Linked DNA regions of Anas platyrhynchos: region 2 is linked to region 1. A link is a contact called in public Hi-C data. All regions are on one chromosome and are shown on one strand. The core of a region is the stretch at or near the end of the contact, and the rest is flanking DNA. Distances in the headings are between cores, read along the strand shown. Region 1 overlaps ARHGAP21 (Rho GTPase activating protein 21). Region 2 holds the start of PRTFDC1 (phosphoribosyl transferase domain containing 1).

Region 1 (5,911 bases), core at 1,369-3,868:
TTACAGCGAATTTAGACAAGCTCAGAGAATAATTTACCCCAGATACAAAAGGTAGCTTCAGAGGGAACAGTTAAAATACAACCTCTTATATGACCAAACAACCTTCCCAGTGTTGCCACGTCACGTGTTACTGAAGAGATACAATCCCAACAGTGACAAGAAAAAGTGATGGAGCTCCTGTGGCATGTATAATTTAAAACACTCAGTGCCTGACCCAACACAGAATCACAAAATAGGTTGGGTTGGAAGAGACCTTAAAGACCACCCAGTCTCAACCCCCTGCCATGGGCAGGGACACCTCCCACCAGCCCAGGTTGCCCAAAGCCCCATCCAGCCTGGCCTTGAGCACCTCCAGGGACATTGCATCCACAGCTTCTCTGGGCAGCCTCTGAGTGAGTAATTTATTCCTTATATCTAATCTAAATCTCCCCTCTCTTAGTTTAAAGCCATTCCCCCTTGTCCCATCACCACACCCCCTGACAAATCCCTCCTCAGCTTCCCTGTAGCCCCCTTTAGGTACTGGCAGGCTGCTGTAAGGTCTCCCTGGGGCCTTCTCTTCTTCAGGCTGAACAACCCCAACTCCCTCAGCCTCTCTTCACAGGAGAGGTGCTCCAGCCCTCTGATCATCCTCGTGGCCCTCTTCTGCACCCACTCTAACAGGTACACATCTGTCTTATGCTGGGGACCCCAAAGCTGAATGCGGAACTCCAGGTGAGATCCCATAAGAGCAAAGTAGAGGGGGAGAATCACTTCCCTTGACCTACTGGTCACCCTTATTTTGATGCAGCCCAGGATCCAGTTGGTTTTCTGGGCTGTCCATGTCCTTCTCCCCAGAGCTGTTCTCAATCCAGTCATTGCCCAGCCTGTATTCATGCTTGGGACTGCCACAAATCAGGTTCAGCACCTTGCACTTGGCCTTGTTGAACCTCGTTAGGTTCATGTGGGCCCACCTCTCAAGCATGTCCAAGTCCCTTTGTATGGCATCCCTTCCTTCTGTGGTACCACCTGCACCACTCAGCTTGGACAGACCCCTGAGGGATCTCATTTACCACCAGCCTCCACCTGGACACAGAGCCACTGACCGGCACTCTTTGGGCACGTCCTTTAGGCCAACCCTTTATCAACTCAGTGGTCCACCCTTCAAGTCTGATTTAGAGATCAGAACGTCACGTGTACCCACGTCAAAGGCCTTACAGAAATCTAGGCAGACGACATCTGTTGGTATTCCCCTGTTGACTGATGCAGTCACTCCATCAACTTTTCAAATGTGATGGAGAGGCTTGGCAACTACTTCAGCCTGTTCCATCGGGACCCTGGGATGCATGCCATCAGGGCCCAGAGTCTTGTACCTACTCCATTTCTTCAGCTGGTCTCAAAACTCTTCTCTTATGCTGAAAGGTACTTTACTTCCCCAGCCTCTGCCTAGAGGTTCAAGGACTTGAGAATTCCTCAAAAACTTCTTGAGGGAAGCCTGACTGCCAGTGAAGACCAAGGCACAGAAGTTGAGTACCTCAGCCTTTTCCATGAATCATTATCAGTTCTTCCTTCTCATTTATCAGAGGGAAATACCCTCCCCTTGACCTTTCTTTTCTGACCTGCCTTCCCTAGGCAGGTCAGGGCTAGGGATCTACTGCTCGTTTGCTTAGCACTCAAATGCTACTTCATCACTTGTGCTGGCCTGAATACACAAGGCAAGAGGTCAAGCACCTAGATTATTCCCATTCAATACTACAGAAGACCTTTAATACAGGTACCACTGCTGAATTGGAGAAAAAATTGAACCCATTTATGAAGACCAGAGACTGAAGCCTTCCCTGAACGTATGATTTTTGACCAACCTGCTGGCAGAGCACCAGCAGCTACACAGAGAAGTTCTTCCACACTACAGGCAGTCACTTGGGGTTTTCACAACTGTTTTACAGACCGACTTGCAAAGCTGATAACATCTTAAGCATAGTTCTTTGTCTACATGCAGGAGGAGGTTATGTTGAACATATTCGTCTTCCCAGGAAAATGTATGGCCATGTTAAAGATTAAGATCAAATTTGGGGAAAAAAATAGGCTGAAAAGTTTACCATGTTGCTTACATTTACAGGTCAGTAATATCCATTTACAAGTAAAGGCAAGAAGAAAACCTTGGACTCCAAAGCTCTGGAGATGAATACATGCTCTGCATTTCTCCTTTAGTCTTTTGCATACTTGGATACAACCCAAAGCTTCTTTCCTTCAGTAAGCAAATAAATGAACTTCCTTCAATGTGTAGTCTCAAAGCATATGCTTATATTTTAAGTTAGAAATTCAAGCAAAGCTAAAAGAAGTATTCTATGACAGTAGCAGCTAATGATAATTTCTTCAGACCAGCTTAAGGGAAATCAATCTTGTAGATGTGCATCAGTCATAACAGAACCAAATTTCAACTAAAATTGGCACTCTTAACAATTTATCTCAGGTCTCAAGACTTAACCCCTCCATTTAACAAATTGATTCTTAAGAAAGGAATTGATCTCAGAAGGAAATATTACAGCTGTAACATTTAAATAAGACAGTTCTCCCTTATACCATCACACACCAAGGTCAGACCACAAACTATCCTGAAGCACAGCAAGGAAACATTTACTGAAAGGCTAAACAAAACTGGCTTATCTCTGTCCCTGAAGCAGAGTTAAACTGTTTGGAAATTGGCCGTTGAAGTTACTCTTACCGAAATTATGATATGAATAACTGCCCAAGAATACTCTTACATGGCAAGAGATGGAAATCCTAAGTAATGGAACAGCAACAGAATTAGCCAAGCCTTTTATGTAGTACTAATAAGCAATGCACAATTAAGCTGCAGAAGGAACTGCTTGGTACCTATTACTTAAGTACAAGCCCTTTTTGCAGCGTGCATTCACTTAATCGCCCTTCTTCACTCTAATGACTTTTGTTTGGGGACCAACATCCAGTAAGTGAATCATGTATCATAGCACCTCTTTCACAGATACCTCTTACATGAAATCACCACCTGTGGCTTAGATCTAAATAATTAGTTATTAGTGAATTAAAACAATTGAAGGCCATTCATTTAATAAGTTACATTTTCTTTTTCATGTTTTCCACAACATGACCATGAAGTTTTAGCAAGAAAAAATTCCAATCAGAGGTCAAAAGGCAAGGAGGAAACAAAGATTTATTTTACAATCAGCATGCCTCATTCGTTATGAGGAATTAATAAGCCTTTTCTTGCCACAAGCTGCCAATAGCCAATACCACTTTCCGGCTTGTCCTTACCCATTTCCTTTGCATTTAAACTCCTTCTGCAGGAGCACATCACCCAACGCACCGGGACCCCAGAACGGCTCAGCCTGACAGAGCATCTTCCAGCTCTCAGTTCTCCATAGGGGTAAATGAATAAATAAATCAAATACTCCCAGAGCACCTGCTTTTAAAAACCCTCTTTGGATGTGATCCTCATTCAGGTAGCAGTGGGAGCTTTACACAGTAGATGGATACCCATTCAGATTCTCTCAGAAGTGACCTTTTTTACCTCATTAATTAAATGCACAATTCCGCCACCACCCACATCCTCTGGGCACAGAAATGCTTACAGTTGAAAACTGCTTAATGCAGTGAAACCTACTGTTTCACTAAACCTAATATAAACTCGTCACTGACTCCCAAACTAGATTAATAAGGCTAACTTTAACTGGAATAGAAACAATCCATGCTGTCCTTGCAGGAGCAAGGAAGCATCACCACCTGCACTTCAATACAGCCAGCTTCAGACAAAACTCCAGCCCAGCCTAGCCTTCCACAACACACATTAGCCTTCAGCATAACAAAATAAACTGCTGTAGCACAGACCAACATCTTGCCTGGCTCCAACCATCAGGCAAAAACAAGATGCTGCCAAAACAGTGAGCCTGAACTGACCTGCTTCCGAGATCCACCACCCAGAGCACAGGATCAGCATTACTCGTTCACGAAGTTCTCCAGCTCCATACAACAGTGTCAGATAAGATTCTGAATTTTCCTAATATTGAACTATTTTTTTATTTTTAGCATATCAGCAATTCCTTACAAGGCAACATAGCAAACAGTAAAGCAGCTCATAACTACTACTCTGTCATGCATCCAGCCTTATTTGCCAGTGTTTTTCCAACACCCATTGCTGCATACTGCTTTGCCTCCTCCCTGCTCCTCTGTACATTTGTAAGCAACTTAATTAAGCATTATGTTGCAGGTTACCAGCAAGTAAGACAATTTTCCCCCAAATCTTCAACTGCAAGTAAAAACAAAACACAAAAACCAAGACATTCTGTCCACAAAAGAACAGGCAAAAGATGTGAGCTGCTAGGAACACACATCCGCAGGGAAGCAGTACAGATGGAAAGCCTGACTTCTGTGAACAGCAATTTCATATATATTTAATTCCTCCAGAAGTTCAGCTATGAACAGAGGTGAGGTTTTACATAAGAGCAATAAAAAAACCCTGAAAAACAGCCCATAAAGACAAAAAATGTCCATAAAGCACAAAAGTCTCTGGCCTGAGTAAATGGCCACCAGTCAGGGTAGGATGTAGCTCAAGTTAACGTCCAGGCAGTAAGGGAACTTTGCTAACAGAGCAGTGCAAATATTCCTTGGAGTACAAAAACCTCCCTCAAAGTTATGTTATTCAAATGAAAATGTGACTTTAGAGAAGGTAACTTTGAACTTTTACTGAACTTCAGACACTCAGCATCATCAAAAATAAGGAAATAAAAAGGTTATTTAGAAGGTGGTTCATTAGAGGCTTTAGAAGGCTCAGGGCAAAAATTCACTGGCTGAAACAAAGGTACTGTGGACTCAGGAGAGTCTTTATATTGAAGTCATTACTCTAACCAACAAAAGTTAAGAAAATTGGTCTTAAGTTTTCATAATTGTATGCAAATCTTGTAATTAGACAACAATTTTCAACTGAATAATAATAATTGTTACCTTCAGTAACATGTAAGATCAAAGTAGAATCTACAGAATCACAAGTGTAATGCATCTTGTTTCAACTCATGTTCCAATTAATGTCAAATCAAATTACAGCATTTCTTCATAATGCAAGTATTTATCATCACTTACGATCTAACCTCTACGCTACCTGGATCTACAAGCTGAGACTACGAGTCAGTGCCACCTCCGCAGTCCAACAGGAGAAAAGAAGTTTCAAACTGAAGTCAAAAGGAAGCTTTACTGCTGAATGTCTGGAATAACACAAGTGGCAGAGGGGAATACACTACTACCATAGCCGCCTGATTTGCAAAATCATAAAATTCTGATGTACTCATTCCTCCCTGATGAAAGGGAATTCAAAAAATGACTTTTGAAACACAATGTTAGAAATAAAGAAGTGTTAGCATTTGTACCTGATTTACACTTGGCGGTCACAAACACCCAAACTTCTTCTACTTCCCCAGAACTAGACATAGAAATTAATTTTGTGCAGGTGCCAGTTCTGGCTTCATCTGCTAAAATGCTAGGCTGGAATACTGCTGCTGCAAGGAGCACACCTAGCATTACACCACATGTTGGAACCTTCAGTTGTTTGTAAGCTACACTTTGCGGACCAGAGTTACTATTCTGCTCTATGATGTATCTGGAAAAGAAAAGGATGCGGCAGAAGTGACATTATCAAATCCACCGACACACGGTAAGCAACAAGCACATCACTTCTCTGCAGTCATTAAACTTCTGATATAAGCCACTCAGATAAAAACCATCTGAGTCACAGACAACAAAGAGCACCTGTCTGACAAAACTTTTATATTTTGATAAAAGCAAAAAGCTACCACTGACATCTCTCCTTTCTCTTTGACCTGCAGAGCACAAATGTGCAAGTGTTCAGGGACATGGCATAACACAGCTCTTTCTTACGAAGTCTCTCCTAAGAATCTGCTTTTTG
Region 2 (5,911 bases), core at 1,687-4,186, 140 kb after region 1:
ATGCCTGTCACTGAACCTCTGCTTATGATTTCATCTAGCAGAGCAATAACTCATATCTCAGAAGTACCTAGGGTAAGACAACATATTGGATGCTGAGCTGTTCCTCCACCTCTGTAGCCTTGTTGAACTTACCCCCAGCTCTGCTTAGTGCTGTCCTGTAACAGTGCTGTGTCTCATGGATTTGTGTTTGCTTGGATTTTATTTTATGTTCAATGTCAGCTACAGGCACCTAGATGGCCAGGTTTTCAAGCTCTGCCTAACAGTTTCTGTATGCAGAAAAATACTTTGCTGGTAACTACTACATTTGCACATAAAGAGCGTGACTCAGAGATCACTGGAATCAATGAAAGCTTTCCCCTGGCTAACACCAGCCTTGAAACTACACATAGGAAAAAAAGTTACTTAATTCTGTTCCTCGTCTCCATAGAAACAGGAGAGGATAAATATACTCCTTGGCAAGGATTTTAATGAGAGGCAAATCTTGCTCCAAAAACACTGCTGCAGAAGGCCTGGGAAGCCTATTTTCCTATCTTCATTTTCAGTACATAGGGGTGGCTGACACTTTTAAAATATTTTGTAGCAATGAACTGTCTGGCATGGTTTCCTGCAAAAGCACTTTAACATAAAAGGAAACAATTTCAGATAGTGCTTTAAATTACATAAGTACTATAAGCACCCGCTAAGAACCCATGTCAGTATCGGTTATTTAGGCATCATTCTCATCAAATTACATGTTTTTGAGCATGGTGCTGAAGATCAAACTAAATGAATTGAAACTGCTTCAGAATTCATACAAATCAATAGGTTTTACTTCTGCTACAATCTGTCCTTTCTGGCACAGGGTCGGTACAAAATCCTTATTCTTCTATCTCTCCTTCTGGTTTTCATGAATAAAAAACCTAAAGCTACATCACCTTGAATAAAGAAGTTCTCATTTACAAGATTAAATTCATACATAGTTTCTAACTATTTGCTTTTTAAAGTAATAAGCCATTTTTTTTTTTTTAATAAACTGGCACTTCCCAACAGTAAGCCTTAGAAATTCTGATTTACCCCAGAGCTAATCACAGTGTTATGCTACAGGACAATTTTTCAGGTAACTGTAATTTTTGATGAGCTTGTGAATTGTGTGACTTTTGACAAAAGCTTGTGAATTGTGTGACTATCCTCAGTTTAATAACTGAGTATCAAAAAAATGCCCTTCCCAAATTAAATTCAACTTCCATTTACTTCTGGCTTTAATGCTTTGAAATTTTAAGGAAATATTTATGATTGGTTTGTCCAGATAAATTAATATACATACTAAATATATTGGTACACAAGTGTGTAAAAATATATCCTACACTGAAAGAAACAGCTACTTCTGAAGGTCAGGTTTGGCGTGTTCAAGCTGCCCAGCAGAAATTATTCGACGAGTCTCTACAAAGTTGATGTGAACGTATACAAATAAGAATGCAAATACATGGTGATACCTGAAAGGCTTTCTCCCATAAGAGAGAAAATGGGGAAATTCGCAGTATAGCTTTGGAAGAACTTTGCTAGCCTTGCTGTCTACCAAAGTGGGCACACATGAGGTTTAAGCACAGTACTTCCCTTAAAGAATTTTCTGGTTTGGTATGAAATGGGAGAGCTGAGCACAAAGCCAGGACCAGCTTTATAAATGTAAACAAAATCATACTGCACTGGCCTTACTTGTGGTTGTTTTCTTTGGGGGTGTGTGCACACGCTGGCGTGTACCAAGCAAAAGAAATGAAGTTAGCACAGCGGAGCACAGTGATGAACGTCCATCTCCTCCTCTGCAGCATCCTCACATTGTTTAGGTGCTAAACAGTCACAGGTTCAGCCTGGCATTTATCATACTGGTGTCAGGAGATGCAGGGCAGCTCCAGCCACAGCTCAGGCACAACGTGAGGGGTTCCTTGGCGGGGAGGTGGTGGGTCTCTGTCATGGTCTGGGGCTGGCTGCTGCCCTCAGCTCTGGGCTGCTGCTCCCTAACTCGGTTAAAATCCCACCACTGCGATAAAATAAAAGCATTCCTGAAGTGGTGGTGATAACCCACATAAAGGTTGAGGTTGGAGGGAACCTCTGGAGACCATCCGGTCCAACCCCTTGCTAGCAGGTCACCTGGAGCTCGCTGTGCAGGATGGCATCCAGGCATCTGGGGTTTGCATATCTCCAGAGAAGGAGACTCCACAGCCTCTCTGGGAAGCTTGTGCCAGTGCCCTGTCACCCTCACAGGGAAGAATCTGTCAGCTTTATGGGGGGGATCGCATTAATCTCTCCGAATAATGAACACAGCCCTTTACTTTTGCATAACCGATTTATCCCCAAACCCTCCAAACGAGCCGCAGAAGTCCCTGCAGCCAGGTGAGGCACACCCAGCGGTTCCCGAAGGCGTCCCAGCCCTTCGGGGGGAGCCGGGTGTCTCTGGGGACCTGGAGCTCAGCTCCCCGAAGCGGCAGCCCGGAGCCAGCGGGGTGGGGCGGGCAGGACGCGCATGGCGGCGGGCGGGGGAAGGAAGAAAGGCAGGGAAGGAGGAAGGGAAGGAGGAAGGAAGGAAGGAAGGGCGGCCAGGGAAGCGGGAGGGGTCGCGAAGGGCCGGGCCGAGCCCAGCCGGGCCGGGCGATGCTCGCATTTACCACAATGCCGCGGCCTCCGCCTCCCCGCTCCGCTCCGCCGCCGCCCGGCCCGGCCATCTTCTGAGGGGCTGCGGCAGGGCGGAGCCGAGCGGGGCCGGCCCGGGCTGTGGAGGGGTACGAGGGAAGGAGGCGCCTTTTTCCCCACCATTACACAGGTGCTGGAGTTAAGAGGCGGCTTCCCGATGCTTTCAACCCACCGCAGTTTGTTGTGCTGTCTGTTAGCAGGGGAGCAGCTCAGGAGCCGCGCTGCCTGCTGCCTTCCCTCGCCTGCTTCTGTAAACATGGTTAATAGGGTCCTTGCGCTGCCTCACGGATGAGAAGGAGCTTGTTTCCAGAAAGTATTGTGCTTTCCTAAAAGTAGGAGTTGGTTATAACTTCCAGTATTTATCTTTTAAATATAGAACTGGCAGAATTCTGCCATTCCTATAGCAGTAATTATTCAAGGAAGAAACAGCTGGGTTTAGGGCAGACCTGGGCATAATGAAATGTGCCTAGCGATACCTGAGCAGTTATCACAGACCAAGCAGGAAGGCATTTCAGTTTGGCACATGACTTTCTAGAATGTAATCGTAAAGACTTAGAGACCACAAGTCACAACAGGTGGATCCAGAGAACACCGCGGGTGTGTCCAAATCCGGAGTCTGGTGTCCAGCACGGGCTGCAGTTTAGGTGCATCCTCTTGCTGCAATCCCACTTACATTAAAAATGTCAGGACAATTAATACCTTAGGAATCTGGTGTTAAGAATATTTTTATAAATGAGTCTACAATTACAAACTCTACACTATCTATACAGTATGTACACAGAATCAGATACTATAATGATTTAAAATGATCTTGCTACGGATGCTTTGGTTCTTATGCTTAGCCAGATCTGTTTGCTTTTTAGTGGGCTAAGGATCTACTCTTAACTATTGCTACAGTTGACAACACATATCAAAGAACAGAGGACCACATTTACAAAGTGAGGGAGGCCAGCTCCTGACCGTATCTGTTTTGGAAGTGATCTCTGTATATGAAGACTGAGGTATGTTGCAAAAAAGATGGTTCATGCTCACAGTGCTTTAAAATAAACTTAAGAAAATGTCATGAATTTGATAAAGAGCATATACAGATTTGTACAAACCTACACAGAGTAAATACTATTTCTGCAAAATATATAGGAGATCTTCATAATGGGTAAAATCCCTAAATACTTTTGCATTTCAATTGCATTTCAAATGCCAGTGATTTGTGCCCACAAGCTCTTTAGAAGATAAAAAGTTTCTTCTTGCTGGGAAGAAAGCTTCTAAAGCCCACGTTTGTCTTAAAACTAATACAATCTGATTCAGTAACTACATGTTACATATGAAGCTGCTGTTGAATAAACATTATAGACCTAAGCTCTATAGTTTTGAAGCTACTTATATTGCAGCTGGGATTTCAGATTAATTGTGCCACTGTTGTATGCCTACTGGTTTCTTCTGCCATCTGGACTATTCAGGTTACTACTAGAGTTTTCTGCCTCTTTTTAAACCACATTCTTTATCAGACCACAGGAATACAAGAGATTGTTCAAACTACACCACAGAAGGAACCCCACAGGCAGGAGTTTAAAGATTTGGAAAAGATTATGAACAAGACACTAAAAAATAAATTCCTCTGGCATTGTGCTGAAAAACTTAAGCAGGAAATGTTTGTTCGGTCAAGGTTGTTCCATCAAGGTTGGACAACTGCATTTTGTCAAGTCTTCTTTTGGTATTCTTCTCTTCCAATAGTTTTACAGGGCTCACTTCAGAAGTGCAAAGAAGTGTCAAGCTAATAACAAATAAATAAGAATATGTAAATTAAAAACTAGATAAATTTAGCAGGGGCATAGTTGGAAGGGTAGTGCTAATAACAACAACCATCAATCTGCTCCTGCATGTAAGATTATTAATTAGCATAAAATGTAATAGTTTGGGAGGTTTTTTTTAGTCTTGTTGCAAATGTGACAAATTCATGGGTCTATAAACCCACAGAATTAACAGAAATCAGAATTAATTAGGTTCTTTGTGCATGACGAGAATGAAACTGCTAAGGATTTTGCTGTGGAGCTATATGTTCTTACTGGATATTTACATTGTTTTTCTACAGTCTGAACTGATGTAGAATGAATGAATTTTCAGTAGATTTTCAAACCCTTCTTAATTAGGGTCAAAATATGGTTAGTTAAAACACGGTACTAGGGCCTTAATCGTAAAAAAGAATGTAAGCATTTAGAACTTTTCTATTATGTTTGTTTAGCTGTTTGTTCATAAACTAAAAATAGGAGGAAAAGAGTAAACACTTTCAGATATACAACCGTGGGACATAATCAAAGGGGAAAGGAACAAAGAAAATAGGGAAGAATAGTGAACTCATACTAACAAGTAGGTCTGGACACATAGCCAAAAAGCATAAAGGAGCAGATGGAAAAAGCGACACACAAAGAAACAAAGCAGAGTTAGGACTTATATGCAAATCCCTTGTGAACAGTATTTATATCTTGGGCCTTCGCAAAACTAACTTTATAATTTCAGTTACACATCTTTTCCGCTCTTAGCTTGTTACTGATGAAAGCAGCACATGTAGTACCCACCCTTCCACAACTCTAATGTAAAGAAATACTGAAAACAGAAGATTGGGGGCAGGGGTATAATCAAGAAAACAGTCCAAGACAAATATTATCACATGGTTACCTGTTAGCCTTTGCAACTCCATTATGTATTCCCCTCCCAAGAAGTTATAATAAACATTTGACTACTCAATTTGATATGTAAACACCCAAAATAAACAAGAAAAGCATGAAAATCCAGAATATTTCAAGAGGTATGGCTTACCTAGGTGGAAGCTTGCCAATTAGGGGATGAAGTAAGAGCTCTTATTCTGGTTCTGCCTGTTGCTGCAGCTGTTATGTCAACAGCAGAACTGTAAATAATCTTATGAGGCATAAACCAGCATTTGTTAGTTGTTACAAGGTAAGTGATCCCCCTCCACCCCCATCCCAATTGTTGCAGAAAAAGATGTGTACCTTTTAGGTAAAATGCTCACTGAAGACAATATGAAAAACAAAGTCAAGCAGATGCGGTACTTTAGGGTATGTTGAAAACAATTTAGAATTTCTTTCATATCCAGCTTTAATATATTCCGGAATTTTGAGTTCTTTTGCATTATCTGAAGCAGTTACCAAGTCCATAGGTGACTGTTGAAGACCACAAGGGCAGCAAAAACTATTTGCCAGATTGTTAGGGATGTCTGTGAGAACATAAAGCA

What was found. Hi-C and Micro-C count contacts between places; a contact is called where the count stands out from the background.
Region 2: a contact with region 1 is called in a Hi-C map of F1 follicle, with 2.6 times the contacts expected there. The contact joins the promoter of PRTFDC1 here to the enhancer-like site in region 1. A contact is called at or near these places in 4 of 8 Hi-C or Micro-C datasets (F1 follicle, liver, skeletal muscle and 1 more).

What each region holds. Positions count from the first base shown.
Region 1 is chr2:141,565,888-141,571,798 of IASCAAS_PekinDuck_T2T, forward strand. All of the region lies in intron 3 of ARHGAP21 (Rho GTPase activating protein 21), which reads right to left. Among named protein-coding and RNA genes, the nearest start is that of ARHGAP21, 62 kb to the right of the region's middle. Within about 2 kb of position 2,619, at least 3 of the 8 cell types and tissues checked have an H3K27ac peak or open chromatin away from gene starts, as enhancers often do. A contact at or near this core is called in F1 follicle, where this site is marked.
Region 2 is chr2:141,701,160-141,707,070 of IASCAAS_PekinDuck_T2T, forward strand. PRTFDC1 (phosphoribosyl transferase domain containing 1) reads right to left here and starts at 2,937. Exons shown (of 9, transcript XM_072033713.1): 1 at 2,785-2,937. The coding sequence starts at 2,922.